Regions from separate parts of the Bombyx mori genome. Here region 1 is linked to region 2. A link is a contact called in public Hi-C data. All regions are on one chromosome and are shown on one strand. Each heading gives the region's core, a stretch centred on a gene start, on an enhancer-like site or on the middle of the called end of the contact. The rest is flanking DNA. Distances are from core to core; before and after follow the strand shown.

Region 1 (2,700 bases), core at 95-2,594, 57 kb after region 2:
GCTTACAGCCCACCTGGTGTTAAGTGGTTACTAGAGCCTATAGACATCTACAACGTAAATGCCTTGAGATATAAGTTCTAAGGTCTCAAGTATAGTTACAACGGCTGCCCCACCCTTCAAACCGAAACGCATTACTGCTTCACGGCAGAAACTAGGCAGAACAGTGATACCTACCCGTGCGGACTCACAAGAGGTCCTACCACCAGTATGCTCATCATCCCATAGTGCTAGTGCATCCACAGATGATCTCCCCTTACACTTTTTACTGCAGATCAAGTTCGTCTGACTGTGCTCATCCCTCTTGAAGGCTTGGATATCTGTATTGACTTAAACAAATTATTGATAATTTTGTTTACCAGGTTATATTGTGCCCGTTATCTGGAATGCTCACCATCGGCGGAGCCGCCGGCCATATTGTCATAGCCAGTCTCAAGACCTCTCCGAGCACCACCGAAGTCAAGGTAAATATGTAATAATTTTTAATAAACAAATTTCTAATAATTTTTTGGTGAGTTTAATGGTAATACTTACATAATTAAACGGTAGAATGGGAAAAATGGTAGAAAGAGTTCGACGTGCAACCTAACCTAAACATCAGCCCGCTGAGTTTCTCGCCGGATCTTCTCAGCGGGTCGCGATTGCGATCTGGTAGTAATTCATTCGCGAAGCAGCTGCCCTTGAGTTGTTAGGTCTCTTTTGGAGGCGCTCGGGCAGCTGTTAGCAAATTTCACCTCTCCTGGCTGAGCCCTTGCTCGCCCACCCGTCCTGATGAAACTGGACAGGCCTCCGGGCCACCAGTAATCCCTCAATCATAAAAAAAACGCGTGCTCGGATGAGTTCATGCAATATTGAAGTAGTAATTAGGTAATTCTTATTCGTTTTTACTTGCAGTCGGTGTCAGTGAATATAGTGTCAGACAGAGACGGCTTCGTGTGGAAGGGACACGGGCAGCTCACGTTGAGGGCCGGCACGCACACCTTCCCGCAGGGATATCAGGTTGTGTTCTATGTTTCATTATAACCGTATACATAAAATAAAACGTAGCAAAATTCGGTGTGTTTGTACAATAAAGAAAAGTAATCAAATAGAAAGGAAGGTGGTACCTAAAGAAGAAGATAAATATAAACAAATGATTCTTACGAATATTGTTTGTTTATTGGTTCGCGTACATATGCGGCACTACTAAACGTATTTTGTACAACATTATGTACATTAGTTGACAGATACCGTAGTAGCACAGTACAATAGTTTTGAAGCCGCGGTAAGTCGGCGAGCCAGTGCTCGTCATTATATTGATACGACTGTGTGAATCGTCAGGCGACCTCGGTGGTGCAGCTGCAGCCCCCGGCGGCCGTGACGTCACTGAGCGCGCAGTGGGAGTGGGGCGTGGTGTGCGCCGGCACCGCGCACGGGCTGGCGCTGGTGGACGCGCTGGGCCCGGCGCCCGCGCCGCTGCTGCATAAGTGCACGCTCAACCCGCACGGTACGGACACGTACTATGGTTTTTATTTATTTATTGCTAAGATGGGTGGACGAGCTCACAGCCCACCTGGTGTTAAGTGGTTACCGGAACCCATAGATATCTACAACGTAAATGCCGCCACACACCTTGACCTTCGGTAGGCAGCGGCTTGGCTCTGCCCCTGGCATTGCTGAAGTTCATGGGTGACGGTAACCACTCACCATCAGGTACGCCGTATGCTCGTCTGCCTACAAGGGCAAATAAAGTAAAAATAAATAAAAGATACGAGTTCTAAGGTCTCAGTATAGTTACAACGGCTGCCCCACCCTTCAAACCGAAACGCATTACTGCTTCACGGCAGAAATAGGCAGGGTGGTGGTACCTACCCGTGCGGACTCACAAGTGGCCGTACCACCAGTAAAAAGTGACCCTACTTGACCCTACGTGTATTTACCATCCTAGTTCAGGGCATTCTATATTTGTTCTGATTAAAACCCTGATGGGAACGTATCAAATAAAGTTTCATTTTTGAAATGAAACTTCTTTAGGCGCGTTTAGAATTAAATTTAACTCGCGACGGATTCGTTACGGCTAGAGAGAAAAGATACAATTAAGGAAGAGCAAAAATGAAAAAATAGACAGCGTCTCGTGAGTCACCTATTTGAATTTCATTTTTAATCTAATGTTATTTCTCAAAGTACGTTGAAGTGTCACTTAATTCACGTGCACCAAGTTGCACGCGCATCAGTCTTTTTAATTAATAAGCTTCTTTAATGTAAACATTTTGAACAGATCACGGATCCGGTGACACGCCAATATCGAGAAGAAAGTCCTTCAAGAAATCCTTGAGAGAGTCATTCAGGAGGCTTCGTAAAGGACGTTCACAACGGCGACAGACGACATCGAATCCCACCTCGCCCACACAAGTGAGTTTCCCTTCAACAGGAAACATCTGTTTAATGATGGGCTTTAGTTTATTTAAATGAAATGTCACTTTGTAAATCCATTCAATTAAATACATATAATTTTCATATAACATACCTACGGACGAATCCACGGCAACACCTCAAATATCACTCTTTGTTTAAGACCATCGTTTTTTTTTTTATCTTATGGAAAATGATGTATGGAGAAACTATTCATTATCATCACTAAGTTTTAGTGTCTTTTGTTTTTATATCGGTATATATTCAAATAAGGCGGTAAATAGATGGTAGTATTGCATAAACTAACCATAA
Region 2 (2,700 bases), core at 135-2,634:
CTCTTGTGAGTCCGCACGGGTAGGTACCACCGCCCCGCCTATTTCTGCCGTGAAGCAGTAATGCGTTTCGGTTTGAAGGGTGGGGCAGCCGTTGTGACTATACTGAGACCTTAGAACTATATCTCAAGGTGTGTGGCGCATTTACGTTGTAGATGTCTATGGGCTCCAGTAACCACTTAACATCAGGTGGGCTGTGAGCTCGTCCACACAGCTAAGCAATAAAAAAAAAAAAAAAAAAAAAAAAAAAAAAAAAAAAAAAAAAAAAAAAAAAAAAAAAAAAAAAAAAAAAAAAAAAAAAAAATGACATTAATGACAATGACTAGATTTTAGAGGTATTTTTAAATATATTATTCCAATGTATCAAAAAATGTGGATCGCAATATTGATTCAAAAAAGAAAAATATTTGGATTTTTTTATTTTACAAATCATTTTAAATTCTTGAATTTTGTACATTGATTTACAAATAAACCTCGTCTGTTTCCAAACGGATTATTTGTGGATTGACAAACAGGAATGCCGTTTTTAAACGAAATAATAGTATTGCCAGCAAAACAAAAAATACTGTACTTTTTGGTAATGTTTTGAAAAGACGTCAAGTTGGATCCATTAAAAAAATTAGAACAACATTTTTCAAATTGTCAAAAGAATGCGATGTTTCAATAATAATTATAATTCAAGAAAATAGTGTAATAAACCAGTAAAACATCAGATCCCTCTAAAATGAAACTAAGCGAAATTCAAACGAATTTTCGTGGATAGCTTGTGGTGTGACTAAAATAAAACAAATAACAGAGCCTGTAGAGGCTTTAAGGTGATGGCCAATGCTCAGGAAAGACAGTTAGGCATATTTATTTAGTTACTATTTTTATAACTCAAGTAAAACAGATAAGAGTATAAAATTTTCAAGTTCTTTAAAGTTTCTAATTTCAAATATTTTTCACTGTCAATTTAAAAAAAGCCGTGGAATTAAACATTTTAAAATGGTAACTCTGAGCCTCACGTCATTCGAACATTAGTGTGGGTGCGTTTCGTGTGCGCGCGTCCATGAATTTGTGATTTGATTTGAAAAAGTGACTTTTCGTGTTTGTGTGTAATTCTGACGCCGTTAGTGAGTTGTCTGTCATCTATCTAAATTTGGATTTTATAACTAAAACTTCTCAAACTGTCGTCTCTGGGTACGTAATATACAATTTCGGTAACAAGTCACTACTAACAGTACTAACGTAAGTTATTAAACGTTGCATCCCAGCGAAAATGCAGCAACAGACAGGCGTTGTCTTGTCATGTTTTCAAGTGGCCGCTCTGGATTTTGGTCGAAAACGCAGAAATTACTTGTTTTCAGAGCAGTTCGTTTATCGTTTTCCTTATCTGACGATTTATCAAGCGATTTGATGTCTCATGTTATTATCTGGGTGCGGGATACCGTAATCGCATCGCTGTGTTGAAACATAAAAGCAATTGTCATTTGCCAGTCGGCTTTTAGATGCCGGTGTGGGTGCCAGTGTTTACCAGTCGGAGAATGCAATAATTGATAATGGTGGGGGTTTCTTCAAAAAATTTGTTGTTACTACGTGTGCCGTGGTTAAGTGTAACTTCTGTTGCAGGCAGGCAGAATGTTGAAGTTTATACGCGGCAAGGGCCAGCAGCCCTCTGCTGAGAGGCAGAAGTTGCAGAATGAACTATTTGCATTCCGAAAGGTAAGTCCAATTGACCAAACAAAAAGGCCCTATCGCTACTTGAAAAGTTTAACTGGACTGAATAAAGCTGACCACACATAACATAATAGACAAGAATTATATGATAATGAAGTAAAAAAAATCCTAGAACATATTTTTTAATATATTAATGTAGTCAACACATATATAGAAATCAAAGTTTATATGTAACAGCAATAAAACCTTACACTTATCATAATGACTGACTAAGTTAATGAAAAATAACTTAGAAATATTTTCAATACTGCAATGATGTGACATTTATATCATATACAATTAGTCACATATTAAAATCTTCCTCGAGTGGCTATTACACCTTGAAAAACTTAATAAAAATAAATTTTGAAATAGTAAATTGCTTTTATAAGTAAACCAAACCAATAATTAATTTCTATTTTGAGATGTGATTGAAAATAATAATTTCATCTCTAATTCGTACTTAAGAGTTGATAAAATAAGAATGCCAAATGATTATATTCAGTTGAAAATGTCATAAATATGAATAAGTAAGGATATTGGTTGAGTATTGCTATTAATATTTTACCTCCTATCAAAAGATATTTAAGTAATGGTTTTAACTGTGCGATCAGAAAGAAAATAACCATATTAAATTAAGCAAACCAATTTTATTGAATAGAAATAAATATAAAAATTAAAAATGGAAGGAGATCAGTTCACTTTAAAATCATTTAAAAAAAAATGAACCATACATTTTCAAAGTTTATTTAAGTGACGATACTATAGAGAGGCTGTGACTCATTACCTAAGTATAAGTGGATATTACAACTTATAGACATTACTATAAGTGCAGCAGAATAATGGCTTTAATTATTAACTTTAATTATTTCCAACCTTACTTCTGATTGCTTGGTGTCATTAAATACCAGATGCTAATTGTTGATTGTGTCGAGTTTTTTTTTTACTAAAATTAAAATTGAAACACAACATCATTGTCAACATAAGAGACATGGGCCCCAACTCAAG

What was found. A called contact is a pair of places that touch in the nucleus more often than the background predicts.
Region 1: a Hi-C map of whole pupa shows a contact between it and region 2, with 2.3 times the contacts expected there. The contact joins the enhancer-like site here to the promoter of LOC101742621 in region 2. A contact is called at or near these places in 2 of 7 Hi-C or Micro-C datasets (both in whole pupa).

The regions. Positions count from the first base shown.
Region 1 is chr17:3,362,172-3,364,871 of ASM3026992v2, forward strand. LOC101742621 (lethal(2) giant larvae protein) reads left to right here. Exons shown (of 25, transcript XM_062673283.1): 12 at 360-461; 13 at 892-996; 14 at 1,318-1,483; 15 at 2,255-2,388. Among protein-coding and RNA genes, the nearest start is that of LOC101741334, 17 kb to the right of the region's middle. Within about 2 kb of position 1,345, at least 6 of the 8 cell types and tissues checked have open chromatin away from gene starts, as enhancers often do.
Region 2 is chr17:3,305,338-3,308,037 of ASM3026992v2, forward strand. It overlaps LOC101742621 (lethal(2) giant larvae protein), which reads left to right and starts at 1,385. Exons shown (of 25, transcript XM_062673283.1): 1 at 1,385-1,538; 2 at 1,606-1,698. The coding sequence starts at 1,536.